6 separate regions of the Mus musculus genome follow, and regions 1, 2, 3, 4 and 6 are each linked to region 5. The links are chromatin contacts, called in public ChIA-PET, Micro-C and promoter capture Hi-C maps. All regions are on one chromosome and are shown on one strand. The core of a region is the stretch at or near the end of the contact, and the rest is flanking DNA. Distances in the headings are between cores, read along the strand shown.

The links. Promoter capture Hi-C pulls out the DNA fragments that hold promoters and counts their contacts. A called contact is a pair of places that touch in the nucleus more often than the background predicts. ChIA-PET counts read pairs in DNA pulled down with a chosen protein or histone mark.
Region 1: a contact with region 5 is called in a promoter capture Hi-C map of second pharyngeal arch cranial neural crest. The contact joins the promoter of Spg7 here to the promoter of Ctu2 in region 5. A contact is called at or near these places in 10 of 39 promoter capture datasets (the HPC-7 cell line, cranial neural crest, embryonic stem cells and 7 more), 1 of 484 Hi-C or Micro-C datasets (embryonic stem cells), 5 of 115 datasets of contacts at active chromatin or transcription factors (the 230-238 cell line, embryonic forebrain, large pre-B cells and 2 more) and 2 of 9 other capture datasets (embryonic stem cells and liver).
Region 2: a contact with region 5 is called in an RNA polymerase II ChIA-PET map of memory CD8 T cells, with 476 read pairs. The contact joins the promoter of 2810013P06Rik here to the promoter of Ctu2 in region 5. A contact is called at or near these places in 11 of 39 promoter capture datasets (the 3T3-L1 cell line, cranial neural crest, embryonic stem cells and 6 more), 5 of 484 Hi-C or Micro-C datasets (CD8 T cells, embryonic stem cells and palatal mesenchyme), 9 of 115 datasets of contacts at active chromatin or transcription factors (the 230-238 cell line, astrocytes, embryonic forebrain and 6 more) and 4 of 9 other capture datasets (adipose tissue, embryonic stem cells, liver and 1 more).
Region 3: a contact with region 5 is called in a promoter capture Hi-C map of pre-B cells, with 6 times the contacts expected there. The contact joins the promoter of Fanca here to the promoter of Ctu2 in region 5. A contact is called at or near these places in 7 of 39 promoter capture datasets (the C10 cell line, embryonic stem cells, hippocampal neurons and 4 more), 1 of 484 Hi-C or Micro-C datasets (CD4 T cells) and 1 of 9 other capture datasets (liver).
Region 4: a contact with region 5 is called in a Micro-C map of embryonic stem cells, with 4 times the contacts expected there. The contact joins the promoter of Slc7a5 here to the promoter of Ctu2 in region 5. A contact is called at or near these places in 2 of 484 Hi-C or Micro-C datasets (both in embryonic stem cells) and 4 of 115 datasets of contacts at active chromatin or transcription factors (T-cell acute lymphoblastic leukemia, large pre-B cells, memory CD8 T cells and 1 more).
Region 6: a contact with region 5 is called in a promoter capture Hi-C map of liver, with 3 times the contacts expected there. The contact joins the promoter of Rpl13 here to the promoter of Ctu2 in region 5. A contact is called at or near these places in 8 of 39 promoter capture datasets (the C10 cell line, cranial neural crest, embryonic stem cells and 3 more), 2 of 484 Hi-C or Micro-C datasets (both in embryonic stem cells), 18 of 115 datasets of contacts at active chromatin or transcription factors (the 230-238 cell line, craniofacial prominence, embryonic forebrain and 9 more) and 4 of 9 other capture datasets (adipose tissue, embryonic stem cells, liver and 1 more).

What each region holds. Positions count from the first base shown.
Region 1 is chr8:123,062,196-123,067,158 of GRCm38.p6, reverse strand. It overlaps Spg7 (SPG7, paraplegin matrix AAA peptidase subunit), which reads right to left and starts at 1,651. Exons shown (of 17, transcript NM_153176.5): 1 at 1,450-1,651; 2 at 584-686. The coding sequence starts at 1,632.
Region 2 is chr8:123,039,554-123,044,043 of GRCm38.p6, reverse strand. 2810013P06Rik (RIKEN cDNA 2810013P06 gene) reads right to left here and starts at 1,469. Exons shown (of 1, transcript NR_045268.1): 1 at 1-1,469. Ankrd11 (ankyrin repeat domain 11) reads left to right here and starts at 1,760. Exons shown (of 13, transcript NM_001081379.2): 1 at 1,760-2,095.
Region 3 is chr8:123,315,352-123,320,212 of GRCm38.p6, reverse strand. It overlaps Fanca (Fanconi anemia, complementation group A), which reads left to right and starts at 1,637. Exons shown (of 43, transcript NM_016925.3): 1 at 1,637-1,738; 2 at 2,042-2,151; 3 at 3,757-3,850. The coding sequence starts at 1,660.
Region 4 is chr8:121,905,174-121,910,110 of GRCm38.p6, reverse strand. Slc7a5 (solute carrier family 7 (cationic amino acid transporter, y+ system), member 5) reads left to right here and starts at 2,425. Exons shown (of 10, transcript NM_011404.3): 1 at 2,425-3,045. The coding sequence starts at 2,505. BC048644 (cDNA sequence BC048644) reads right to left here and starts at 2,278. Exons shown (of 2, transcript NR_167716.1): 1 at 2,098-2,278.
Region 5 is chr8:122,472,657-122,477,516 of GRCm38.p6, reverse strand. Ctu2 (cytosolic thiouridylase subunit 2) reads right to left here and starts at 1,374. Exons shown (of 15, transcript NM_153775.2): 1 at 1,222-1,374; 2 at 928-1,002; 3 at 533-611; 4 at 281-340. The coding sequence starts at 1,289. It overlaps Rnf166 (ring finger protein 166), which reads left to right and starts at 1,443. Exons shown (of 6, transcript NM_001033142.3): 1 at 1,443-1,654. The coding sequence starts at 1,500.
Region 6 is chr8:123,100,106-123,104,551 of GRCm38.p6, reverse strand. It overlaps Rpl13 (ribosomal protein L13), which reads right to left and starts at 2,202. Exons shown (of 6, transcript NM_016738.5): 1 at 2,107-2,202; 2 at 1,790-1,899; 3 at 1,566-1,707; 4 at 1,196-1,369; 5 at 598-654. The coding sequence starts at 1,893. It overlaps Snord68 (small nucleolar RNA, C/D box 68), which reads right to left and starts at 1,494; the gene lies at 1,447-1,494.

The sequences.
Region 1 (4,963 bases), core at 402-2,901, 590 kb before region 5:
ATGCCCAAAGTCCTGAGTTCAATCCCTAGCTTCACATAACACTGGACAGAGTGGTACATACCTGTAACCTCAGGACTGAAGAGGGTCACAAGTTCAGGTGTTTTGTTTTTTAAAAGAATCAAAGGTACTCTTAGTGGCTGGGTGTTCCTAGTCTTCTGGTCAGTGTCTAACTAGTGACGTTCTCCTATGTCACTTGTCACCTGCCAAGGAGCCTCCACTCTTAGACTAGAGTGCATGCACACAGCCTGAGATGGTGGATGCTGCTGCACACACAGCATGGCCTTCTGCTCCTAGGCTACTCTACTGAACATCACAGCGAGCCCTGCTCACTGCAGCAAGTGCTGTGCTCTCAGACAACATAAAACCTTTTGTTTTTTTGGGTGGGGGGTGGGGGTGAGCAGGGGGCCAGCAGGGTTTCACTAGCTAGTTCTGCCTGACCTCCAACTGGCAGCCCCTGTTTTAGTGCTGAGATTACAGGCATGTAAGACCTGGTTTGTTTGGTTTTGTCCTCTTCCACTATGCTCTTATAGGACTACAGTAAAACCTGTGTCCCTCAGTAATGGACCATGCAATGCATACACACCTGAAAGCGGCCACAGTCTGACTGCATTTGGAACTATATGCTGTTTCAGTAACAATCCGCTAATACCTTCAAAGCTAGGGGTCAGTATTCGCAATAGCAAACTCTGTAAAAAGAGAAAAAGACCGAGGTAACACTAAGACCATATACCACAACAACACAGGCCTAATCAAAGTCCTTGCCTAGCATGCAGAAAGCTATGGATTTGATCCCCAGTACCTCCTTAAAACTGGGTACAGTGGCGCATGCATGTAATCCCAGCACTTGGGAGGGGATGCAGGAGCATCAAAAGTTCAAAGTCATCTTCAACTGTGTATTGAGAATCTCTCCCTCCTCGGTTTCCATCCTAGAACTGCCTCCCAAGAAGGGGAGGGGCCAAGGGAAAGTGTCAATCAACTCCATCAATGAATTTCACTGGACTCAGCCACAAAACAAAACAAAAAAACCGAAGAAACAAAAGTCAATTAACTTTCACCCACAGCCCAGTTTGAGTCTCCAATTCACAATCTTCCTGGCCTCGTCCTACCAGCAAATACTGAAATTGCAAGTGTGCACCACCTATGTGGGCAAAAGGATCGGGAGTCCAAGGGCTGCTCCGAGTACACATGAACGCCTGCCTCCAGACCAGAAAGAAGAGGACGGAAAGGCACGGGTGACCAGGACTCAGTTTGAAGCCGCCAGGGACAGTGATACAGGGCGTCTCTCTCACACACGCCAGGGAGAGACGAACCACCCGAGGCAGATGCTGCCTCCCGTCCCGGGGAGCCCACAGCAGCCATCCTCCTGCGGAAGAGCGAGGTGCAGGCGCACTTCCGGTCGGCGCGGACCGACCCGCCACACCCGCCGCCGCCGGGCTCCGAGCGGGTTACCTGAGGCGCGTGGCCTCCAGCCGCAGCCGGGCCAACCGGAGTCCCGCGGGCCGCGTACGGCCGCCTGGCCCCAGCCCCGGACGAGAGGCCTGGGCCCCTGCCTGAGAGCAGGCCCCACAGCCGTCGGGGCCGGGGCTCCGGGCCGGGGCGGAGCCCGCGAAGCAGCAGCAAGGCGGCCGCCATGGTGCCGAAAGCGGCGCCTGCGCAGTGCGGCTCCGGCCGCCCTAACGGTCAGGTTTTTGAGGGCGGCCTCCCTTTGCGCTTGCGCGGGGTTGAAGGTCGCGCGCTCCTGGCGACGCCTGCGCGGTCCGAACCGTCTGGTATCCGCAAGGTTAGCTGCGAAACCTCGAGAGTCAGCAGGGTGCGCAGCGCGAAAGCTAGCAGCCCGCAGCCTGCGGGTTCACGTAGAGACAGGCTACGGTTACCCGGTATTTTTCTCTCTTGTGTTTTATTAACAGTCCAAGTTGCGGTTTCCAGTACTTGGCAAGTGGATACACGATTCGCTTTTCACGTTATCTCTTTCTTTGGGGTGCGATTTGGTGGTTCCTGTTGGCCACTTCCGTCCTTCCTGTACGTATTTATTTTGTTGTTTCTCTGTGTGGTGCTAGCTGTCCTCTCGCTGTAGACCAGACTGACCTCGAACTCGGAGATCCACCTGCCTCTTGGTTTTGGTTATTTGTTTTTTTAAATACAGTATCGCTGTGCAACAGTCTGGCTTCAAACTCAAGCTCCGTCTCCTGTGTGCCGGCCTGACAAGAATGAACCAGTTTTTCTGAACATCAGAGATCCGGGGGATGCCCCTGGCTGGCTACAGAATCAACTTAGAGCCAGTGGTGTGTGAGACCACAGGGCAGCAGCTACATACAGAGTAGGAAAACGGTGCCCTCAATCTTAGAGAGGGAGGGAGGGGGGCTCCTAAAGTCGGAACTGGAGGGGCTGGAGAGATGGCTCAGCTGTTAAGAGCACTGGCTGCTCTTCCAGAGGATCCAGGTTCAATTCCCAGCACCCACATGGCAGCTCATGACCATCTGTAACTCCAGTTCCAGGGGATTCGACAACCTCCCACAGACATACATGCAAGCAAAACACCAGTGCACATTAAATAAAACATTTAAAGTGGTGATTGGACCCGTGTCCTCTGGAAGAGCAGACAGTGCTCTTAACCACTGAGCCATCTTTCCAGACCCCTCCCCCCCTTATAGCCATTAGTGGTCTACTACCCATTTCTCCAACTCCCTTAGCATCAGGCAACCACTAGCATTCTTTGTTCCTGTGGACTGTGTTTATGACCAAATTAAGAGCCCCCTTAATTATACTCACTGCCCCTGAGGAGCACCCGTCATCCCGAGCTTCATACCATTTGGCTTTGACAGTTCATTTGTGCAGAGACAGAAGGGAGAGCTTGCTGTCCCACCCATGGACAGCTGCAATCCCAGGCCTGGGCAGGGCCACTGAAGCTCTGAGTCCTGCTAGTCCATGCCAGGCTGGTGCCTGGTAGTCTAACTGCAGAAAGCCCCCAAAGCAGTCTCGGTGCCTTTCCTTCCACTCCATGTCTTTCTGTACTCTCCAAGTCCCTTAACACTAAATAATTCAAACAATAAGCCTTCTCGGTGCTGACTGGTGCCTGGCTTCATGTCAAGCAAACTCTCTGAAGTAAATAAATAAATAAAAATTATCTTACTATGTAGTCCTAGCCAGTCTCAAACTCACAAGAGATCTCCCTGCCCCTGCCCCCTCAGGGCTGGATCAAAGGCATGCACACACCGTGCCACGCAGAAGTGAAAGTTTAAATCATTTAATTGTATGGGCTGAGTGTTTTACCTGCTTATATGTAAGTGTATATGTGCCAGCCTGGTGCCCTCAGAGGTCTGAACGTGACATTGAATGCCCTGGAACTGGAATTTTAGGTGATTGTGAACCCCCGGGTGGTGCTGGGGATCAATCTGGGTCCTCCAAAAAAGCAACACGCGTCCATCTCTCCCGCTCCGTAAATATTTTAGTTCATTTCTATACGTGTGGATGTTTTGCCTGCATGCAAGGCACCTAGTGTGTGCCTGGTGCTTAGGGAGGCTAGAAGAGGGCATCAGATCCCCTGGCACTGGAGTTACAGATGGTTGCGAGATGCCATGTGGGTGCTGGGAATTAAACCCAAGTCCTCTGGAAGAGCAGCTGGTGCTCTAAACCACTGAGCCATGTCTCTAGCATTTGAAGTAAAGAGTGTATTTTACAGATTTAGAAAAAAATAGAGCCAGGAGTAACAGTTGTGCACCAAGCACTCTGGAGGTGGATAGAGGGTACTGTCTTCAGTGTAAGTGAGCCGGCCCATCTTGGGAAAAGTGTTTCCTCAAGATTAAATAAACAACTAAAAATGAAAAATATTTTAAGACAATTTTTAAAAACAGGCTAGGGAACTGGCCCTGTGAACAAAGGGCGTGGTGGGAAGCCTTCCATGTAAATTCAGTCTCCAGAAAGGATGGAAAGTCCACACGCATTGCAAAATCTGTCATCCCAGCCTCCTTCCACAAGGAGACGAGATCAGCTTATAACCGCGAGCTTTTCCACCTGTGCCCCAGTTCCCAAATAACTCAAAGGCTTAACATTAATAATAAATGCCTAGGCCATAAGCTAGCTCGTTCCCCAGCTAACTCTTAAGTTAATATCCCGTTTATTCTAACCTGAGTTCCACCTCGTGGCTGGCTTCCTCTCCTCAGCTTCTTGTGCCCATGTCCTCCGTGTTCCAGTGGTGAGAAAGCCACCTGCCTGGCTCTCTCTCCACTGGAAGTCCCGCCTTCTAATCCTGCCTCAGCTTATTGACCATCGGCTTTGTATAGACAGGTGGTGCTTCCACACAGTACACAGGAGATTAGCCCTACATCTCCCCCTTTTAGTACAATAAAAGTCTCTTTCTCTAACTTCAATAAGCTGCATATAATAAGAACAATTATGCCTTTAATCCCAGCACTTGGGAGGCAGAGACAGGCGGATTTCTGAGTTCAAGGCCACCCTGGTCTACAGAATGAGTTCCAGGACAGCCAGGGCTACATAGAGAAACCCTGTCTCAAACAAACAAACAAACAAAAAACGAATTATGAAAACTATCAGGTAAGATTACATTCACAATGTCCAGTCCAAATGCATTTAGCAAACTTGGAGAAAGTATTCCACTCTCTACCCCACCGTGGTGAGTTCAAACTTCTCTACTTAAATCATCTCCTATCATAACTTGGGTTTATCAACCCATAAATATCTTTTTGGACCTTTAAACATTTTCTTAAATCCTAAACAACTTAAGGTTAATGGTGAGACTCTATCTAGTCTTCAACCCCATCAAAAACCTGTGACAGGTGAATATTAGCCACATAAACAGGAAGTGCAGAGCAAGCAGCTCACAAAACTGTAGAACTGACAGCAGTCGTTAGCTCCCTGGACAGTCACCACCACACTTCTGCAGTGTTGCGGCACCGTCTCTAGGCTTTAGACCCAGGATAAATGGCAGACTTTTTGTGAAGCAGGA
Region 2 (4,490 bases), core at 220-2,719, 570 kb before region 5:
TGATTTCATAATCTGTGCTCTGTAAAGACTTTGTTTATACAGACAAACAAAACAAAACACCCAAACCCTCTACAGAACTATTTCCAGGAAGGCCAGGGCTCCACAGAGAAAACTTGTCTCAAACAAACAAACAAAACCCCAAAAGTCAAAAACAAAACAAAACAAAGAAGTATAAATATTGATTTTAGTCACTTAGCTTTTCTGGTTCACAAATACACAGATGCTCTTTAAATAGGACAAGGCTGGAAGTTTGACTACTTAAAACTTTTTTTTTGTAGATTTTTTTCTGTGCAGAAGCGTATTTTTTTTCTGTGTATATGTATGTGTACTAGTGCATGTTTGGGGAGCCCCTAGACAATGTTAGATCTTCTAGAACAGGAGTTACAGATGCCGGGAATCGAACCCAGATCCTCTGGAAGAGCAGCCAGTGAGTGCTTTTGACCGACAGGTCATCTCCCCAGGTCCCATTTACTTTAAAAGATTTATATGTAGTCTATATGTGTGAGTACTCTACTCGGGTGTGAGTTCCTGAAAAGTCAGAAGATGTCAAGTCCTCTGAAGGTGGCTGTGAAGCTGTCTGAGGTGGGTGCCGAGAAGGGCAGCACGTGCTCTTAGCCGCCGAGCCATCTCTCCAGCCCTGGTTACTTGTTATTTTATATTTTATTATATTATGAAATTGGCTTTCACTGTGTAGCCCTAGCTGGCCCGGAACTCAGAGATCCAGCCTGCCTCTGCCTAAGTACCGGGATAAAAAGCCTATACCAACATATCAGACTCGTCACAATTACTTTATGCATTTTTCTGAGACAAAGGTTTCATGGAACTCAAATCTTGAACTCGAAATGTTCACAACAATGTACTCTGAGCTCCGGATACGCCTGTCTCGGTCACTACAGCGCTGGGATTCGAATTTTTAGCTCGTTTGCAAACCAAATCACTACTAACGCAAACCATCATTAAACTTTTTCCGCGTTCTGTAAATTCAAACAATCAGGCACATGACGATGCGACTTTGCTGCCTAGCTCTGAGGTTCGTCAACCTTTTTTTTTGTTGTTGTTGTTGTTTCATGAACCATCGCGGTGAAGTTCTGGAGCCGGGGAAGGGAGGCGGCTGAAGCGCGCGCGGTGTCTAAGGAAACCTCCGGGCAGAGTCTGGAGCTCACCACATCCCGGTTGCTAACGTGGCTCACGGGACTCGGAGCGAAGCGCAGTCCAGGAACACCTCCAGGAAAGAGCCGGATCGCGGGTGGGGGCCGAGGCCGCCTTTCTCCTTCGCGGCCATCATCCCGGCTGCCTTTGCTCCTGCAAGAGCCTCCTGCCGGCTAGAGACACACATTCTCGAAGCTCACACAGGCTCACAGGCGACACACGACCTCGCGTCCGCAGCGCAAGGCCAGCCGGTACAAGCCGGCTCCCACCTTCTGGCTCCTTCGACAACAACCTTGTTTCCAGACCGCGGCCTCATCACTTCCGGCACCGAGTAGGGCCAATCGTCGTGTCCCGTGGCAGGGAGGTCAGCCAATCCAGCGGCTTTCTCCGCCTGGGTCTCCTACGCACGGATGCCAATCATTCCCGGACGTCTCCCTAGCGCCGCCCCGTGCCTGTTACGGAAGCCGTCGGGCCGTCTGAGCCCTTTCACCCCGGCATCGCATTTCCTCTCCGACGTGACGTAAGCGGCCCCTGCCGCTCTGCGGGGCGGGCCAATGGCGGTGGCGGATACGGCGAGCCAATGGGCGGGAGGCTCTCATGCGGCCGGCGCCCGCCGCAGCCACCGCTGGGTCCTGGAGCCAGAGGCCGCCCGCGACAGAGCGCGATGGACCGAGGGCCCCAGCCGGGGAGGCGCCGCGGCGGAGTCCGCGGCCAGACGCCCCCGCAGTAGCGTCCGCGCGAGCGCCGCGGCCCCGCGTGAGCTCCTGCACGCCGAGGGCGGGCTTGCATCCCGCCGGCCCCGCACTCGCCGCAGCCTCCAGCCCGCGCGCCGACGCCGCCTTCCCGCCCGGGCCGCGCGGCCCGGGAAACGCGGCCGCGGGCTGCATGGGCAGCGCCCGCGCCCCGCCGCCGTTCCGCCGCGGAGCCGCGTCGCCCTCGGAGCCGGGTGAGAGGCGCCGGGGACCTGGGGGGTGGTGGTCGGGGAGGGCGTCGGGCGTTCCTGCGGCCTTGCGGCCTGCAGGCCTCCTCCGCTGCCCGCCGCCGCGGGTGCCCCGGGGCGGGCCGTGCGCCGCGAGAGGCCGGTCGGTGGGCCGCGGGGGTCCTGCGAGCGACCATGAGGGGCCGAGGGCGGGCTCCGAGGCCGGCCTCGGGGCGTCCCGGGGGTCGGGCGGCCGAGAGAGGCTAAGGAAGGGCTCCGGGGTGGGCTGTGGCGGCCGTGAGGACCGAGGGCGGGCCTTGAGCGAGGGTCGATGGTGCGTTAGTGGGTCCCGGGACGCTGTGAGGACGACGGCGGGCTCCCGGGAGTCCCTGGGGTCCTCAGTGGCGCGGGGCGCCGACCTCTGACCCTCGGGAGGGGCTCCGTCGCCGGGCTGGTGGTAGTTGTTATTCCCAGCGTCCCTATTATTATCGTGTTTTGAAATGGGAGCAGGCGGCCCTCGGGCTGCGAGCCGAGCCGGAGGGGGCGGGCGAGCCGGGGACCTGGAGCTGCGGGGTGCGGAGGCGCGCAGGCCCGAGTGGGGGCAGGAATGCGGGGCGGCGGGGGGCGTCTGGGGGAGGGGAAGGCGGGACTCGGGGGGGAGAGTGGGAGGAAAGCGGTGTAGGCGACGGCTGCAGGAGCAGCCTTTGGCCTCAAGGAACAATGTGAGACGTTGCCTGAAATGTTAATTTCCGTTCCTCATTTCATCATCCCCTGGCAAGGCGGTAGCTGCGAGAGTGTGTGTGCGTGTGTGTGTGTGTGTGTGTGCGTGTGTGTGTGTGCGCGCGCGCGCCCGTGTGTGTGTGTACGTGTGTGCAGGGTTGGCCCTGCCACATGGATCTAGCCCCTTCACAGACGGATGTGCGGTTCAGTTCCTATGTATGTGGCTTGGTGTGGAGTCTCATTTTTTTTCTCAAGGCCTTGTCTTTACCTGGTGCTCCTGTAGGTTTTTCTGTTTTTGTTATGTTTCTGGAAAGCTCGTCTGGGGTTTGGAAGACTGGTGAAGGTTAAGCTGGTTCACAGGAAGGCTGTATGCTCCGAAATCTAGTTACATGTGTATAGTTCTCATGTTTCACAGTGGTTTCTGCAGTCGTGAGAAGTTTTACACCCACTTGAGAAAACTGGGCAGTTTTACAAATTTTCCGGTAGAAAAATTTGGTTTTTGTACCTATTTGGTGAGTTTTCTGTGGTCCTTTGAACACTTTCCATTCAACACGTTCTTCCATTCAACTACTGAATAGAAGTGCACATTTGTACGTAAAATTTTACTTAGGCTGTTGGGTTGCCTATGAGGGATAAGGAGACTTAACTCAGCAAAGACTGTAGGTGATAATGGGTTGTGGAGAAAGCTATGGAAACAGTTACTGTGTTTTGCTGTGTGCAGTCCTAGTCAGTGGTATAATTTGGGTAGTTCCATGGTAGAGTCTCGGAGAATGGTACTTGTTGCCCTGAGACCTTTATTTCTTTTTGGAGCACTAGCTGCTCTGAAGACTAGAGTTCTGTCTGTGTCTTTTGAAATGATTGCACAAATACTCCAATGTCACTTTGCAGCTATACCTAAAACAAAAATGCCTTGCTTAACTTTGATTGTGACCCTTGGATTGGATCTCCATATAGCTGGTGTTTCCTCCCCCACACTCCATTCAGCTGTTGTTCTCCTTTCTGTAGTTTCACGCTTAAGAGCAGGATCTCCCGTGATAGGCTGGCCATCCTGAATGGAATGGGATGGGAGGGAACAAAGGCCAAGTTGCTATGACATTTTTCTCTTCTTTGTGCTTGCCTCGTGCATTCCTTGAAAAGCAACCCAAAAGATACCGCTAAATTTGACCTTAGCTTGATTCTTTTAGGAGTGTTTCTTTTTCTTGTCTTCCCTTTGTCCTCCTGTGGTAAACAATACACAGCAAAATTTGCCAGAAGTTCCCTTAAAGTGTCACCTAGTTTAGAATTCCTCTCTGACCAGTCTAACTTTCTACCAGCCTTTGAACCTGCATGTTTCTGTGAGATGCTTTTCTCTAGGTTAGCCATGTCAGTCCTGCTGCTCTGTCAGTCTTTCATCTCACTAAACCAGATGGGCTGCTGATGACTAGTGCCTGTCATATTAGCTATAATGCAGTGTTGGGTCAGTGACAAGAAGAACTTTCTACAAGTAGAGTTGAACTATGCTGCATGTATGTAAGAACATTTTTTTCTAGAAGCTTTGTGTGTGTGTGTGTGTGCCTTGGATACCTAAGTTCATCACATATAAGAGGAGGGTTGTTTTGCATATTGGCAGTGAGCCCACCATCAATTAAATGCCATAATTAGAAAGCATCAGTAAACGCTGGTTCAGAGAATAATCTGCATTTGTTGCCAAAATAAGTGTTTT
Region 3 (4,861 bases), core at 388-2,887, 840 kb before region 5:
GACAGGGTTTCTCTGGCCACCACGCCCGGCTAGATTTCCTTTTTCATATGGAGGAAAATGGCCCTTTTTTGCCAGGTAGTGGTGGTACGTGTCTTTAATCCCAGCTCTCAGTCAGTAGAGGTAGTGTATCTCTGAGTTCACCAACCTACTCATTCAAAATAACAACAACAACAACAACAACAACAACAGGGTAGCAGGGGAGGAACAGTGTGGGTGGGGAGGGCTTGTGTTGGAGGGGGTCCACCTTGTGGGCAATGATGGAAGTACAGCCATTTTTTTTTGAGATTTACTTATTTATTATATGTAAGTACACTGTAGCTGTCTGAAGACACTCCAGGAGAGGGCATCAGATTTCGTTATGGATGATTGTGAGCCACCATGTGGTTGGTGGGATTTGAACTCATGACCTTCGGAAGAGCAGTCGGTGCTCTTAACCACTGAGCCAGCCTTGAGCCACATCTTCTAATAGGCAGAGCAGCTCTCTGATGCTCCTCTCTGAGGGCACTTCTGATGCTAGAGGCAACGTGGGGCTGCCAGACACATTTGATCCTGAACTGGGACGAGTCCTGGCCATAGTGATGAAATTTTGTAGAAATACATTAAAAAAAAATTGGTTCTCTTCAGTTTTATATCTTTAAGTGTTCTCTTTGATGGGTAAAGTGACTTTTTGGCTCCCAGTGTGACCGTAGCACCTCCAGGTCATGGAGGCAGATAAGCCTGATTCCTGGGAAACTTCGGTCAATCTTTGTCTGCTCTGCTCTGGCTCTGATAATGGCTCCTCCAGCTGCTGACTGATTCCAGGCTGGGTGAATTTTAATCACAACCTGGCTACTATGGCCGGTTCAAGCCTGTCTCTAGTGTCCTGTCTTCCACTAGTGTCTGCGTGTGCACACACCTGGGGTAATGCTGAAAATCAAGGACAGTGGCTGCAGTGCACATAATGCCCTCCTTCAGTTTGCTTGTTTGTTTGTTAGAGTCGGGGTTTCTCTGTGTAGCCCTGGCTGTCCTGGAACTCGCTCGGTAGATCAGGCTGGCCTCCAACTCACCGAGATCCACCTGCCTCTGCCTTCGGAATGCTGAGATTACAGCACCGCCCCGCACGTAAGGTGGATTTAAAAAAGGAAGAAACAAGAATGACAGCGTTTTTGTGGCTGTTTTTCCTTCCTAAGTACTTTGAGCGCTTAGCGGGGAGTGATAGCAACTCTAATTTCAACCCTTGAAAGTCACACCCCAGCACCAGAACTCCTTTGGTCAATTTTCCCTCAGAGTCAAATAAGCACAGCAGAGTACTCGGATCGATCCTGTGTAGTTTTGAACAAAGCAGGTAAAAGTGCTTTTTTTTTTTACCGAAAACCTGGGTCCAGTTTGTCACGTGATCTCCCCAGGCCAAGCTCTGGGCCATTAGCAATTCTGCGCCACTTTCCCTCTAAGTTGTCAGGCGCAGGTGTATTGCACCAAGGCTGCCACCATACTGCCTTCTCTGCCACCCGAACGCAGCCAGACTCCGGGACAAGTACTACAACCAAGAGGAAGAGGGCCACAGAGCAAGGGTCCGCCCTCGGGGGTGTGGTCAAGCATGCTCCTAGCCAATGAGCGCCAGCGCCTGGCCGCGGCCAATCGGAAGGCAGCGCGGGCTGCAGAGCCGGTGTTCCAGACGCTATGCCGGGCTCGCCGGCTAGGGGTGCTGCCATGGGTGGTGGGCCCCGGGGCCTCCGAAAAACTTGGACCGAGCTGCTGGGTAGGTCTTGCCATTTCTGCCTTCTGACCCCCAACCAGCGCCAGTGCGGTCCCTCCATTCTTCGGGGTCCGGGTTCAGATCCCAGCGTGGCTCAGCCCTGCCCGCGAGTCAGCCGTCCTGGGCCGCGCTGGTCCTCTTAGGGCCATGGGCCCCAGGCTTCCTGGTCCTGCCGCTTGCTGCAAGCGCTAGGTGACTGTCCAGACTTGGACAGCTTCTCTCTGGACCTCCGCGCAGCGTGTCACCCTGTGTACGTTGCACTATAATTTTCTGAGCAATTTTTTTTTCTTTTTAAAATATCTTTAGCGGGCAGAGTCAAAAAGCAAAAATATGATCCTGAAAGGGAACAGAAATTAAAGGATTCTGCTCTGAAACTCCTGAGATACCATCAAAATATGCATGACCTTTTGCTAGAGGTAAGAGGAAGTTGTCCTGGCTGAGCAGGTTGGATGTTCGGAGCCAAGCCAGATCATAATCTTTTTAATGTCCTTCTAAGCCTGAGTACTTGGCGAGTAACTGGTGCCGGCAAACCAGGTGGGAGGAGAGCTGAGTGTATTTTATATTTTATGTCTTTGGAGATGAAAGTAGTTGGGTAGTACATTTAATAATTCATGAAAGGCTTTAATAAATTCCTTCTGGGAAAAGTACTCGAGGGGCTGGAGGGTTGATTCCTGTACAATCTGGTTTTTGTTTGTTTGTTTGTTTTTCTCTGTGTAATCCTGGCTGTCCTGGAACTCACTCTGTAGACCAGGCTGGCCTCGAACTCAGAGATCCGCCTGCCTCTCTCTCCCAAGTGCTGGGATTAAAGGCGTGCACCACCACACCCAGCAAGATGGAGTACAAGTTGTAAGCTGAAAGAAGCATCCCGAGTTGCTTTTGGTCATGGTGTTTTTATTACAGCAATAGAAATTCTGGGGGCTGGAGAGATGGCTCAGCGGTGTTCCAGAGAAACACCCAGGGGAAGAGAGCAGTGTTTGTAACCTGTGTGGGTGTGGGGTGGAGGAATTCACTGCTGACAAAGGGATGCTTTTTGTCCCAGAAGCCGACTTTACCGTTTGTTGACATGCGCTGCACCCAAATTGGATGGACAGCCCTCTCTTGGAGACACTTTGACTGAAACATTCACTGCAGACACTGGAATTGTTCTAAATATTAAGATAAACATTGTTTCTTTGCAGCAAACACAGACTGTGACAGAAAACGCATATATAGAAACATGAGGGTGATTGAAATCTTTCATAATCCACCAAAGAGAACCAATTAGGCCTTTGCTGCTCTAATTCCATGTTGTCATTTTGAAACACAGTTCAGAATGGCATACAGACAATTTAATTCTCACTTTTAAATATGACAATTAAGCACAGGCATTTTCACATGGTTTAAAATGCTCCTAAACAATAGGGCTGGCATTGTAGCATCCCGTTTACTTCTGGACTTGGTTTTACTAAACCATTGCAGCATCAGCACACCAGAACTTCAGTTTGTCACACACTGATCTGTATGATTTATATTTGTAAGTTCCTTTGTTTCTCCAAACCAGAGTGAAAGGCATGAGCTACCGATAATCTCATTTACAGGGAAGACACTGAAGGGTAGGTCATTGCTAGAGGTCACTCAGCTGCTCAGCACTGATTGCTCTTCCGGAGGTCCTGAGTTCAAATCCCAGCAACCACATGGTGGCTCACAACCATCTGAAATGGGATCTGGTGCCCTCTTCTGGCATATCTGAATACAGTGACAAATGTACTCATGTGTATATATCTATCTATCTATATACATACACACACACACACATATATATATACAATAAATAAATCTTAAAAAAAATTCTAATACACACACACACATACTGTCACACACACTCACTCTCACACACAAAGATGAATTTAAAAGCAAAACAAAATAAAACCAAACTAACAAACCAGGGAACCAAAACAAAGCAAACTTGCCTGCTCTGCGAGCTGCACACTGCTGGAGTCTTGAAACCACTTTCTTGCTGTTCTTACCGCTTCGGTTTGTAGGTAGAAGAGCCACAGTGTAAAAGGTTGCGTCTCAGTGAGCTGATCGACCGCGACAGTGCTGACGCTTCCTCCGACCGGTCTGCTTCCTTCATCCGTGAGTTGTCGCTGTGCTTTTCAGTTCACTTAGGAAGCGGTTAAGGGAAAAAAGTCGCCATCTGTTACAGTCCGTAGACATTCAGATTCCACCTGACAATGCCCTTTCTCTTGTATCATCACCAGTTACACGGGCTCTATGACTTGATTTGGAGTTATTTCCTAGCTTTACCCCACTCCCCCCCAACCCCCACCCCCAACTCCCACAGGGTTTCTCTGTGTAGCTCTGGCTGTCTTGGGACTTACTCTATATGTAGACTAGGCTGGCCTCGAACTCACAGAGATCCACCTGCCCCTGCCTCTGCCGCTCAAGTGCTGGGATTAAAGATGTGAGCCACCACTGCCCGGAGGTATTTATTGCTCTTCCCTGCCCTTGTGTGTATGTGTGTGTGTCTGTCTGTCTCTCTGTATGTGTATGTGTCTGTCTCTGTATGTGTATGTGTCTGTCTCTGTGTGTGTCTGTCTGTATGTGTGTCTGTCTGTCTCTGTATGTGTGTGTGTGTCTGTCTGTCTCTGTGTGTATGTGTCTGTCTGTCATGTGCTTGCAGGTGTCACTCTCCCCATTTCCCGAGAGTCAGAGAAAGCAGGGCAGGGGGTGGTTATCAATAAATAAGGGTTTTTTTTTTGTACTTCACATTTCTTTTCCTTTTTTTTTTTTTTTTTTGGTTTTTTGAGACAGGGTTTCTCTGTGTAGCCCTGGCTGTCCTAGAACTCACTTTGTAGACCAGGCTGGCCTCAAACTTAGAAATCCGCCTGCCTCTGCCTCCCGAGTGCTGGAATTAAAGGCATGCGCCACCACGTCTGGCTTTTTTTTCTTTTTTCTTTTCTTTTTTTTTTTTTTAAAGATTTATTTATTTATTATATGTAAGTACACTGTAGCTGTCCTCAGATACTCCAGAAGAGGGCATCAGATTTCGGAAGACCTTCGGAAGAGCAATCGGCGCTCTTAACCACTGAGCCATCTCTCCAGCCCCTTTTTTTTTTTCTTTTTTTAAAGATTTCTTTATTTATT
Region 4 (4,937 bases), core at 1,176-3,675, 570 kb after region 5:
CTATGAAGGACTGTACAAGGTACGCATTCTCGTTTCAAGATGGAGATAGGAAGACAGGCTCCCCAACATCCAATCAGTCCAACACCATTTTAAATAAATTACTGACCAGTTGAAGAGCTAACCACTAGGAACACACACCGGGAGCCCCAAGTCAGGAAATTTAAGATGAAACTGCTCCTCCATCCACCAGTAGATGGCGCCCCTGGAAAACATTTCAGTCTTAGCTGTTTGAAGAGGTGTTGGGGGGGGGGGGGGCACCAAACAGAGATAATACACACCAACGGTTGCTTTGCAGGAAAAAGTTTAAGGTCTTATCTAACGCTGTGATAAGCAGCAGCAGAATCACGAGCCAGGGGTCTCGGGGACATTCACTGGGTATTGTCACCAGAGCAGCTTCTGCCCAGGGCTCAGGTCCCCCTCTTGATCTCTTGTTCATTCTCTCTCTGAACTCCAGACCCAGAAGAGCCATTTGAACCTGCTGTGTTCCTCCACGACCACCGTCCTTGGCCTCTGGTAGTGGCTTTGACTTAACTATGGTTGTGATTTTATACCTCCTTGGACTATTGCTATCTCTGGTTCAAATCAAAGCTTTCCCACGGCTGCGATGCAGAACCCAGATTCCACTGGGAACAAGGACAGATTCCAAAAGAAGCAAGGGTTAGTTAGCCACCCACAGGTGAGAGGTAAGCAGGCTGCTTGCCTGGAGGTAGGAGGCCGTGAGGCTGCGCATACTGGGCAGGCAAGTTACACAACTGCAGAACTGGCTTCCTCGTTTACTATGAAGTGTTTCTAAGAGTTGCCACGTGTCCTATTAAGTTAGACGATGTACCTTGGAATCTTAGCGATGTCTCAGTGGGTTGGTGGTATGCTTTTAGCCCTCTGAAAGGACTATGTCAAGAATGAGAAGCAAGTTTCTCAATCTTCCCAAAGCCATCAGTTTAGGCAGTCTGTACTGTGGCATGGTTAATGTTGGTGTGACCTTTTAGCTCCATGGCTTCCCACTGCTCAGGCTACAGAGATACCAGCTTGTCATTGCTTGTGAATGGCTGACATACTGGGGGTTGGGGGAGGTAGCTCCAGTGACCCTTGGAGTCTTTGGCTGAACACCTCCCCGACATGGGCTTCCAAGGGGCAGCTCTGGCATTCTTGGCTGCAGCAGTAGATCCAAAGATGGGGAGAAGTTTGAATTTCTTCATTGGTCATGCCTCAGCAGTGGGGAAGGCTTGGCAGACTGGACAGTTTAGCAGAGCATACAGGGCTCTGTATCCTTACAAGTCTGAAGGTTCTTAAATTAAGCCCCCCCCCCCACCTTCCCTTCTGCTTGTCTGTGAGTTTTCCTGGGGACTCCTTTGGACAGAAAATGGAACAGCTGGTGAAAAGGAGGGGGTCTTGGGGCTCCTGGACTTATCTTGACCAATGAAATTTTCCAAGCGTACCATCAGCTCAAATTACACAGCCCATACCACGAGGGCTTGAACCCACTTCCTTGAGCTCACCGGTGGGCGTCACGAAGATGCCAGAGCTGATAATGGTGCCCACGATGATGGCACCAGGCCTGGGATGCTGAACCTTCCAGATGTGTGACCACATTATCTCAAAAACCCTCTTACCTAAGATTTCCTAAGAATGACAACCTAAAGCCCTTTCACCCTACAGTAGATTGGGTTGGTTCCCTTCTAAAACTTGCTTCTCCAGATTGGGTGTACCACTAATCGAGCTTTTGTCAAGACCCTCCTTGGGACCAGATGGATATCTAAGTCCAGGAGTAAGCTGGCTACCATTCTGGTCTATTCTTCCGTTTCCTCCAGAGCTGACGGATCATTTCGCCCTCAGACTCGTTTCCTCTGGACCAAGTTGGACTATAGGGGTGCCTCACCCCACAACCCACCCCCACTTATCCTAGATAAGATATTTATCCTTCATCTCCCAGACGCACAGGATATGCACACTGGAGGAAGCGGAGATAAACACCCGCGAGGCAGGGCCAGGATTCCGGGCAGGTGTTGGGACTATACACTGAGCCACCCCCCTTCCGGTGCTTTCTCCCTTGACAAGTCCTCTGCGCCGCCTGGGGCGGGAGAAGAAGCACGCCCTTACCAATCGGCCCTGACATCCTGCACAGGACTTGTGAGGAGGTGTGAGTCGACTCTCCACCCGCGTACAACATTCGGATCTTGTGAAACACGCCGCGATAAACCCATCAGTAGTCACGCCGCGTTAAACACATCAGTAGTCCTCAGTTTCAGGATCTTAACGCTCCACGTGCTCTAACAGACTTGGGGGCGGGGGCCCGCGAAGGAGGCGGGGTCGCGCGGGCTGAGGGGGCGGGGGCCTTTGCGAGCTGAACCAACAGCAGCGGCGATGGGCGGAGCCTGGAGGGCGGGTAACGGTAGAGATAAAAGGCCGCGCGGGCGGGGCGGACGCAGACGCACTTCTCAGTACGCGGAGAGCGGCTCGGCCGCGCGCACGCCGGGTATCCAGGCCGAGCCGGGAACGCCGAGAGCATGGCGGTCGCGGGCGCCAAGAGGCGCGCGGTTGCGACCCCGGCGGCGGCGGCGGCGGAGGAGGAGCGGCAGGCGCGGGAGAAGATGTTGGAGGCGCGGCGCGGGGACGGCGCGGACCCCGAGGGCGAAGGCGTGACCCTGCAGCGCAATATCACGCTGCTCAACGGTGTGGCCATCATCGTGGGCACCATCATCGGCTCTGGCATCTTCGTGACGCCCACCGGCGTGCTCAAGGAAGCGGGGTCGCCCGGACTGTCGCTCGTGGTGTGGGCTGTGTGCGGCGTCTTCTCCATCGTGGGCGCACTCTGCTACGCGGAGCTGGGCACCACCATCTCCAAGTCAGGCGGCGACTACGCCTACATGCTGGAGGTCTACGGCTCGTTGCCCGCCTTCCTCAAGCTCTGGATCGAGCTGCTCATCATTCGGCCCTCCTCGCAGTACATCGTGGCGCTGGTCTTCGCCACCTACTTGCTCAAGCCGGTCTTCCCCACTTGTCCGGTGCCCGAGGAAGCTGCCAAGCTCGTGGCCTGCCTCTGCGTGCGTAAGTAGGGGTCCGGGCTGGGGTGGGGCCGGGCTGGGGCGGGGCCGGGTGGGCGCGAGCCAAGGTTCCTGCGTTTACAGCTCGGCAACACCCATCCCAGTATCCCTCCATCTGTCCATCCCTGAACCATCTCGGCAGTTCCAGGCTAAAGTCACAGGCCCCAGAACCCACGTGCGTTTCTTTAATCCATTCATAGTGTCTATGCTTTCGGGACAGCCCTCGCGAGACCTCAGTGGGTCGCGGCTCTGACCCCGCGGCAGGCATCCCGCTTCCCGACCTGAATTCTAAGTACGAGAGATCTACTCTGTCCCGGGTGAGAGCAATACACTCCCTGCCTTCAGCAAAGCACCACGTGGAGTGGCAGATATGCCAGTTTCCTGTTTCAGCTTCAGTTGCTGACTGGTTGCTAAGAGGGAAATTGCAGTTTAAAAAAAAAAATCACTTATGTTCTTAAAACCGGCCTATCAGGAATCAGTGAACTGGCTGACTCATAAGAAAACAGTAGTAATAAATTTGTGTGTGGTAGTGATGGCTGCTTGCTCGTTTAAGATGAGTAGCGGAATCGTGTAAAGCCTGCCTGTCAGTAAAGGACTAAAAGAAACTCGGCTGCAGACAGACGACAGTCTGTGTGGGTGGGCTTGAGGGGTCCCAAGATGTGCCAGGTAACAGCTGTTGAGTGTAGCCTTTATGGGACGCATAGGTCAAGACGGATTGATTTCTGCTTTCAAAAACAGTTGTGTGATTTTTCAGGACTGGGGGAAAATGATCGTTTGAAGCAAATGCCACATGATTTGGTGGTGGAGAGCAACCTGGAAATAAATCATGCTACTTTCAAAATTACAGATGAGTTCAGGCAGCTAAGACCGATGTATCTGTTTGTTTTGAGAGCTGTGTTGATAGTGCACACAGAGAGGGTGATGGGGAGGTGGGCTAGACTTGGTTGTGAGCCATGGAAGTCCGGGGCTGCTGTTAGCACTGGGGCCACTGCTCGATGCCAGTGCCTGTTTTGGCTTTGGCCCTGAGACTGTCTCCTGTTATCAGACCCAGCCGGGTGTGCCCTTCAATTCTGAGACCACCCACTCTGCTCTGTAGTGCCAGTTGGATGATGACCAGTAAGGTCTTCTGTGTGCTTGGTTCATGTGTAAACCGTCATAGCTAGAGTTGGTCTTCAAAAGCACTGGGCAGTCCAGGGAGAGCCTGGCCTCAAACGGGACACTGCATACTCAATTTTAATTGTCCAGTTCTCCTTATGGATGGTAATCTCTTTAGGGATAAGGAATGTCGTGGGTACCTTTAAGGTTTGTTGTTTGCTTGCTTGCTTGCTTGCTTGCTTGCTTGGTTTTGAGACAGGCTCATGCTATGCAGCCCTGGCTGGTCTGCAGTTCTCTGTCTCCCAAGTGCAGGCAGTAAGTGTGTGTACCATCATGCCAGGCTGGCATGGCTGTCTTTAAAGAGCCCACACTCTTGTCAAGATAGTTCTGGAAACTGCAGGTGCTAGTGACATATGGGAAGCAATGCTTGCCCACAGGAGGCTGTGAGCACTGAGGGCTGGCAAATGTCCTTTCTTTTAAAATTTGTTTTCTTTTTTTTCTTTTTTTCCATTTTTTATTAGGTATTTAGCTCATTTACATTTCCAATGCTATACCAAGAGTCCAGGTGCTCTTCCAGGTCTCTGAAGGCCTGGGCGCCGGCTCCCGGAGGATTGCACTCTGAGGAGAGTTTCAGTGTTCATGGAGTGAGTGCCCTGTTCTTTCTCGAGGGCACTTCTGGGGAACATAGTGTTCCCTGGCTTCCATGCCTTAGGAAAGACCCCGAGGAAGCACTGAGAGTCAGGTTTTAGGGCAGAGGTCTGGTTTACGTGGTTGAGTCTTCTGGAGTCCTCTGTGTTTGTC
Region 5 (4,860 bases), core at 125-2,624:
GGCAAATGCTTCTCTCTGCTCTTTGTCATGATTGGCCAATCTTTGAAACTGTGTCCTAACAAATAAAGCTCAATAGGGATGTAGCCTGGGACCCTGTGTAGGGCATGTGTCTGGACTGCACACCTGCTGAATATATATGGGACATCCTAAAGGTGTCCCAGTTGGGGTGGGGTGGGGTACTGTCTAGTGTTAACCAAAAACTTCCATAGTATAGGCTGAGGAAGGAGGCCCCTGCTAATTCAATCCAGAAGCTTACGCCCAGAAGATGGTGTAGATGTACCTCAAGCACTTGCCAGACCATGGAGCTGGACGAAGGGCCCCCAGACCAGGACAGGAGCACCTGGGGGTGGGAAGGGCAGCATCAGCACGGAGGCATGCATCCGCAATATGAGCATGTCTTGTCCACTTCTTGGACAGCCCCAGACACCAAGTCTACCCTCAATGTCCAGGGACAGTAGGCCAGCTGAAGAAACGAACATAAACGGAAGACAGCAGGGCTGACAGCCGAGCGCCCAGGCACCACACATCGTACCTTCTCCCCAGGAAAGATGACCCGGTTCTTCCCAAGCATGGCTCTGAATTTGTGAACGTAGAATGCCTTGAAACAAACCCTGTAACACAGAAGCAAAGGGAGGCTGGCTGCACCTGCGCAGGAGACTGTGGGATTTTGTTTGACAGGGTCATCTCTGCAGCCCAAGCTGGCCTCAGATCGGAGGTAATTCTCCTGTCATGGACTCTGAAGTGTTGAATTGACGGGTGTGCCTAGTTTAGATGACAAGGGTCGTCACCAGTGGTTCCCACCACTATTTACGGTTAGGGCTAAGCACTTACAAGTTACCGCGCCTTTACAAGAAAACAAGCAAGCCTGGAAAAGGGGCGTGCGGGGGTGGGGGTGGGGTGGGGTGGGGACGGCTGCCCAGATCTCACCTGCAGAAGGCATCTCCCGCTCGTATCACCACCACCGGCAGGCCTTCTGCGCACTTCACACATTTCTGCTCCCGGCTTTGAGAGAACAAGAACATATGTGGCAGAATTCTCGCACCATGGCGGGCTTGGGGGAGTCAGGGTCGCGCTTCCCGGCCCGAGCTGGCGGAGGAAGCGCCAGGCTCACGCGCCAGGGCCTAGGTTTAGTTCTAGCCGCCGACTCACAGCAGTCCCGGAATTCCGGTTGGTGGGGAACCGAAGGGGACTGTCCCCGGCCTGGTGGTAGAAGGTTCTTACCTTGGCCGCGGCACGGGCGGAGGCTCCCGCCGCGCCGGCCCCGCGTAATCCTCACCGGCCTGACACATGGAGGGGTGGGTCCCGACTGCGGAGTGGCGTGAGGAGCCGGCGCGCTGAGATGCCGGCGCGCTGAGATGCCGTCACCGCCGAGCGGGCGCTGTCGTGACGCAACCCGGGGAGGTGGGGCCTGGGCGGTGACGCCAGCGCGGCGCCGTCGCGGCAGTGACGCCGGGTCTGCCGGCCTGGATAGGGGGCGGCGGCGGCGGCCTGCCCCGGGGATGGCGATGTTCCGCAGCCTGGTGGCCTCGGCGCAGCAGCGGCAGCCGCCGGCTGGGCCCGCGGGCGGCGACAGCGGCCTGGAGGCGCAGTTCAGCTGTCCCATCTGCCTGGAGGTGTACCATCGGCCAGTGGCCATCGGCAGCTGCGGCCACACGTGAGAGCGCGCGCCGGGAGCCCGCGGGAGGGGGGTCCGGGCCGGGGTCGTGGCTGGCGGCCGAAAGGAGACGTGGGGAAAGCAGCCCCTGCCCGCCGGCCGCGCGCGCGCCCTGCACCCGCCCCGGCCCCGCGCGTTGCCAACGGCCGCCGGCTGCTTCGAGGGCGGTGGACGCGGCCGCTGCGCCGAGCGCGGGGGTCCGGGCTTGCAGAGATCGGGTGAGCGGGCCGTTGTAAATAAACGACTTGTGGCTTCTGCAACCCACTCTGTTCCACCCCATGTCTACTCGTGTTGACTGTCAAGGAAATGAGTTTCCCTAAAGTTAGGAGAGGGACGCGTTTGGAGCCTGGTGTTTTGTTTTGAAGGACTTGGCCTATTCTGAACAGGAAGCTTCCAGGTAGCGGGGCCTAAAGGGACCCAGACATCAAGCACTTCGTTAGGTGCCCAGCTGAGCCAAGACACCCCCCACCCCCAATCTAGCGGCTCCTCCTCCCGTGTTTCAGGAGCAGAAACTTGAGGATGTGACTCTGCGCGGGAGGGAGCGGTGCTCAGGGCCTTCACAACCCCAGCCTGGTTGGGAGGGAGCCAAGATAGAACGTCTGCTCCATGACCTCCCCACAGTACAGCTCTTGAGATTAGCCGATAGAGAACGGGCAGGAGGAGGACTTGTCAGCAGACAGCCCCTCTGCTTGGGGCAGGACAAGGTGCACCCAGATTGGTGGGAGGCATTTTGCAAACAGAGGCAGCTGATTTTGGAGGCTCTAATGCAGAGGGAACTGGAGCCGCTTGGGTAGGCGTGTGCCTGCGAGTCATACAGGGAGGTGGCAGAGACCTTGTCTCCATCCAGGGCTGCCTTGACTTTCCCTGCCCCCTGTGTCAGGCTGAACCGAAGACTGGATCCCTCTGGAGAGCTCTGCTAGGTTGTCTTGGAAGAGCACAGCTAGCTCCTGCTCAGCCTAATGCTCCTGTGATATTCTAGCAGGAAGCCTTGGATCAGGACCCATTTTTTTGTATGCACGCACAAGTGGGTGTTTTACGGTGTGTTCTGTGAAGTGTTGTCTTTTTTTTTTTTTTTTTTTTTTTACAATCCCTTCACTCGGTGCACACAGGCCACTGCTGCATTCTTCAGTTTGCTACTATTCACCAATCAGTATGTGTTGTCCTCTTAGAAAGGTAGAACACGGGATTGAAAAGCACCTTTAAACCTGTAAACCTGTTCCCATTGCTCCCTCTGCAGGCTTTTATCTGGACAGCGTCACCTTGGGAAGGTGGCCCTGCTTTCTTTGCCAGTTCCGTTTCCCCAGCTGTTCAGTCCTACCTTTAATTCGCAGTGTCTGTTGGGTGTAGCCCTTGTTTAAAATAAGTGTGAGGGTTAAGTTTTCACATCACCTTTTAAAATGTCACTGATCCCTCTGTCTTCACCTCCTGACCAGAAGCTGTTTCCTTCTTGAGGTTTTTTGTGAGTAGAACCCTCCCTACAGAGTTGCTGCACTGCTACCCGGACAAGAGAAGGAGAGGAAGTGGGGAGACTTTGTGGCTGCAGATACAGGCAGGAGGCCTGCCAGTGGCGCCACTGTGGAGGTGTGCTCCAGGAACTATCCCAAGGCCACTGTAGAGGTGTGCTCCAGGCTGTATCCCAAGGCCACAGAGGAGCAGTCTTGAGACTTCACAAAGCAACTTTGCCTGAGGGAACTGGCTGCCTTGAGGGTGGAAGAACACAGGAAGGGGCAATGCAATGGGTGTTCTCTCCCACATTCACGCCCTCAGTTGTGTCACATGGTGGAGAAGCTGCCCTACACCAGCCTCTGTAGATGCAGGCAGGAACTCTCTGTGGGAGAAGTGTGGTCTGGAAACTAGGCCAAGAGCCCCACGTTTCGTTCTACTTCCTCTTGGGGAGAGTCACCGCGTAGACTTGAGACCTCCTCGCCTTCTTAGAGAAGGAGTGCCTTCCTCTGGCCACGCCAGCATCTTTGAAGGCCTGCTCTTCTGGGACCATTTTCCTTTTTCCCAGTGTGGCCTTGCTCTCCCTGTGGGTTTCTCTGAGGTAGAATATAGGGCTGCATGGTTTGTTCATTCAGATCAGGCATGGTGGCTCCTACCTATAAATTGGTAGCACTCCTAGTATTTGGAAGACTGAGGTAAGACAGGAATGAGTTCAAAGCCTGGCACAGGCCACAAAGTGAAGTCTTTTTGTTAAAGTTTTTAGGGTTTTTATTTTTTGTTTTATGGGTGTTTTGCTTGCATGTATGTCTGTATCATGCATGCACCTCCCATGGAGGCCAGAAATGGCACTGGACCGCCTTGGGACTGTAGCTGCAGACAGTCGATAGCCACCATGTCTGCAGGAGCAACCAGGGCTCTTAACCAGTGAGTCACTGAGCCATCTCTCCAGCCTTGTGCCTCAAAAAGCTCAACAACTGTAGAAGCCATTGGTTCCCCTCATGCTCAGTCACACAACCTTTAGCGCCATCTAGAACATTCTCCACCCCAAAAAGCAGCCACTCCTTGCACAGTCCTGGCATCTGCTCACCAGTTCGCTCACTCTCGGGATTGGGCCGTGCTGCACATTTCCTATAAACGGAACTGGGATTCCAAGTCTGGGTGTGTGGTTGCTGGTGCCATCTCTGCCTGCTCTGCCAGGGTGAGGTAGGTGAGAGCAAGCCACTCTGACTGCAGGACAGTGCTTCCGAGAGTCCTTCACACCCACTGAGTGTCGACTCTCAGGCTGATCTTGTTTCTCTTGGCTCTGTTAATATGGCTTGCCAGGTGGTAGCTCCATCAAAAAGAAGGGTGCAGGGACCTTTGACACTACCTAGGGGTCCACCACCCTCATTGTTTCAAAGAATATTTTCTTTTTTTTTTTTTTTTTTTTTTTTTTGGCTTTTCGAGACAGGGTTTCTCTGTGCAGCCCTGGCTGTCCTGGAACTCACTCTGTAGACCAGGCTGGCCTCGAACTCAGAAATCCACCTACCTCTGCCTCCCTGGGATTAAAGGAGTGCGCCACCACGCCCGGCTAAGGACATTTTCTTGAGATCTCAAAGTGCTAGAAGGGACATTGGCTATGTCACCTGCAAATTCAGGAATATTCTGACACCTGACCAGTGTGGCTCATCATCCTGACCCCACAGCCTCCAAGAGAAGTAAACTTTCACACTGTCTTCTCGGAGCCTCCTCCTTCAGTCCTGGAGGCTGAGTCACTCCCCCTC
Region 6 (4,446 bases), core at 953-3,452, 630 kb before region 5:
CCACCCTTGGCTGGAGGCTCTGGGTGCTTAGAGCAGCACCTAGCACGTCTCCCCCCCCATGGCCTCTGCATCAACTCCTGCCTCCAGGTTCCTGCCCCGACTTTCTCCAAGGTGCAAGTGTAAGCCAGAACTTGGTTTTAGTCATGGCACTTCTTCATAGCAACAGAAAGCCCAAGACACAAAGCCTGATCCCTTCAGAGAAGAACAAAATTACACTCCCAAGCACTCCAAACAAGTAGGGAATGCTAAGTTAGGGACCTGCGCATTTCTAAAAGGAACACAAGCCAGTCCTTTAAAATCTTGGCAGTTAGCCCATGGTGGTAATGAATGAATGCCTGTAAACCCAGCACTTGGGAGGCAGAGGCAGTCAATCTCTGAGTTCAAGGCCAGCCCAAAGCTACAGAGAATCTCTTTCTCTCAAAACAACAAAAAGTGCCCCCCCACCCCAAAGATTGGGAGGTTGTCCCCAAGGTAAGAGAACTTTCTTTCACCAGCCTGAAACCTTCACCAGTCTCTAATTAGTCTGTCACAACACACTTTTTTATCCCTGCCAATCTTGTCTATTACGGAGCTGAGCCTACAGCAGTGTCCACTTACATTCCGGATGGGCATCACAGGTCCTGTCAGCTGGGTGGCCAGCTTAAGTTCTTCAGCCTGTTTTAAGAGTAAGAAAAAGTTGAGTCCAGCTTCCATCTCATGCCTGTTACTTATAGACCCCATTATCACGGGGTCTGCTTTAGTTCCCAAGGATCAGGCTGCCTGGGCCTGCAGCACCTAGCATTTTCCGTCCCGGTGCGCTGGCTGACTACAGCTCCACTGAAGGAACAGAAGAAAGCCATCCTTACCCCACCCTCAGGAAGCCCACACTGACAAGAAACCCACCGATCCTTGTTACAAAACTCTTTACACTTCTGAATACCGAGATACTTTCTGTACCGAGATGCCCCTGAACGTCCTGGTAGGGTGAACGCTCTAGAACAGCATACCAGGCTCCAAGTCAATAGCTCCCAACACTAACAGACACTGGAAAGCCCAGGGACACCATAGTGGCTCCCACTGATCTGCACGCGTCACCGCCGCCCCCAGTACGCTCTAACCTCCCACTGCTGCACTCATGTCAACTCTGCAGAGCTGGATCCAAGAACACAGACTCTATCTACACTGAGCCGGACCTCTGCCGCCCCGCAGGACTTACAGAACTGTCTCCCTTCTTCGGAGCAGAAGGCTTCCTGGGGAACAGGATGAGCTTGGAGCGGTACTCCTTCAGGCGCTGCACGTTGGCCTGCAGTGACTCCGTGGACTTGTTTCGCCTCCTCGGGTCCACAGAGATGCCGATGGTGCGAGCCACTTTCTTGTGGATGCCAGCCACCTGTTCAGAAACAGAAACTGGTCACCCACCTCGCAGTCACCCCACCCCAAGCCGGCCCTGCCGAGAAAACTCGGTGTCATCAGATGGAAAAGGGTTCAAAAGTACTTTCATCAAGTCAGTACAGCGATTCCGGAGAATGTCATCATTCCACCGAGCCCGAGGGACCTGCCAAGGGACCTCGCCCTGCCGCACTCACCCTGAGCTCCTCCAGGCTGAAGCCCCTGCCAGCCCGGACCTTGGTGTGGTATCTCACTGTAGGGCACCTCACGATGGGCCTGATGGGGCCGGACGCGGGGCGAGGGGCGATGCGACGCGCTTTCGCCTGCCGGGCCTTGCGCCTGCAGGAAAAGCACAGCCGTCACCTCCTGCCCCACGCGCGTCCCCGCCCTGGAGCCCACGCGAGCCACGCGCGATCTATACCTGCGGATCTTGCGCGCCGGCTGGTTGAACCAAGTGTCCACTCGCTGCTGCCAATCCTTGTGGAAGTGGGGCTTCAGTATCATGCCATTCCGGCTGGGCGCCATGGCTGCCTAAGGCCGCGAGGGAGAGGAGGGCGGCGAGTCAAGGCCAGGGTCCCCAACCCCGTCCCGGGTCCTCCCGCCCCTGCCCTGGCTCCGTGCTGTCGGCGCCCGGGCTCCTCCATGGCTGTCCGTGCGGCCTCTCTTCGCCGATGACAGCGGATGGAGGGCGATGGAGCCCGATGGACCACGATGGGACCGGCGGCGGCAGAGACTCACCTCCTATACAGGAGAACGGCCGAGCGGAAAGGACCGGGCACCGCAAAGCACCCTGGGCTTGTAGGGAGTCCGGCCAATCTCAAACGCCAATCAAAATCAGGCGAAAGGGAAGTGACGTCACGCGAACCCGCCCGCCGGCGGACCATCGCCTTTCTAGCCGTCGGGTTGGTTATTCTCGCTGGTTCCTAACTTCGCAGTGTGGGTATCTCCGGCGTGCTCAGGGGCGCACCTATGAATTAAACCCCTAAAACTCTTTCTCCCTCCTAGATCCAGTGTTTTTTCCCCGTCCACCCAGGAAAATTTATTATAGATTTGCCTGGAATTTATGTTTCCCCAGAACTGAAGCACGCACCCCCATTCCAGACTTCCCCCCCCACTTTAAGATTTTTATTTATTTTTACTTTATTTGTATGAGTGTCTCCCTGGTTTCATGGCTGTGCGTCGGATCCCCTACTACCGGAGTTCCTGGGTGCTGAGAATTGAACTTCTGAAACAGCAAGCAGCCAGTGATCGTAACTACTGAGTCATTTCTCCAGCCCCAAACTCCCCCATTTACTTAGATAACTCCTTTAGCCCTGACTTAACTCCTCGGGGGGAAATCAGGTGTGACGAAATACAATACTGAATTCCTACCCACAGTAGCAGCGACAACAAAACAGCCAAGGCATACACTGGTCCTACACCTGTATGCCTATAACCTTTTTTCACTCCTCATTCCCAATTACCAGGTTTCTTCCTGATCAAAATTCCACTACAGAAGCTGTAGAAATGGCTCAGTAATTAAGAGGGCTATAAATTTAAAAATCCACATTATACCCGGGCCAGATATCACAGGACCATAATCATAATTCATCTAGAAAATGAGACAGGACAATAGCAATTTCAATGCTTTTTGAGCAACTTAAACCCTCTTTTCTTTTTTTTCTTCTCCTTTTTTTTTAAGATTTATTTTATTTATGTAAGTACACTGTAGCTGTCTTCAGACACACCAGAAGAGGGCATCAGACTCCATTACCGATGGTTGTGAGCCACCATGTAGTTGCTGGGAGTTGAACTCAGGACCTTTGGAAGAGCAGTCCGTGCTCTTAACCGCTGAACCATCTCTCCAGCCCAACCCTCTTTTCAAAATTAAAAAGGAAGGGCTGGCAAGACAGCTTAGAGGGTTGAAGGTACTTGCTGCCATTTTATTCCTGGGACCCACATGGTAGAAGAGAACCAAGCTCTACATGCTGAGCTCATCCATGATATATATATATTTTCTCTGTCTCTCTCTCACACACACACACACAAACACACACACACACATACCACACACGCGTGCGCGCGCGAAAATAATGTCATAATGAAGCAGGCTGAGGATGTAATTCTTGCCTATTGGATGAGAGGCTAAATTCAATCCTCAGTAGGGGGGAGCCATTTTTTTTGAGTGTGGGTGAAAAGGCCAGAAATTGATGTTGAACCATCTTCCCAGCCCAGAGAAAATGTCTGTGGAAGGAATGCCCAGATTCAAGGTGCACTTCTTTGAAACAGTGTTTTCTCAGACCTCTTTTGACATTCCCAAGTATCTGTCTCTTTCTACTCTCAAAGATGACATCCATGTCCACCACCAGCTTTTCGTTCAGGATGGACACGCTGCACCGGCACCTGAGTTCCAGCTCAAGCTGCAGTGCTGCGTGACATTGGTGGGCGTTAGAGCTCTGAAACTGCAACACTGCTTAGAATCAAATTAGGGGAGGGAAGGGAGGTTGTGATCTGAATTGTTCTCTGTTGCACAGGGTGGACACAGAAGGGAACAGTTATGCAAAGATGAGGCTAAGGCGGTTGTTCCTGCTCTAGCTTGAGCGCCAGTTCCTGGTCTCCTGGGCAGAGAACTCTGCAAACACCATTCCACCGGAAAGCTTCCTGGTGCCTGAGGCCGTGCTGTGCACGGGCTTGCATTCCTTTGCATGACTAGACTTAGCAGCTTATGGCTGTGGCCTGCTCTTCATTTTCCGGCAAGCTGCTCCAGGAACCCCTCCCTTCCCTGTGGGTACTTACTGAATTCTGGGTGTTTGGGAGTGTCAGAAAACTCTTGCCTAATCCCTCACCACATCTTTTCTTTTTTTTTTTTTTTTTTTTTTGGTTTTTCGAGACAAGGTTTCTCTGTGTAGCCCTGGCGGTCCTGGCTCACTCTGTAGACCAGACTGGCCTGGAACTCAGAGATCCACCTGCCTCTGCCAGTAATAAACTTTCTTCCATTCATAATCTGGAACTCTTTTAGTCACATAACCTTGATTTTTTGATTTTTAAAGATTATTAACTTAGGGCTGGAGAAATGGCTCAGTGGTTAAAAGCACTGAC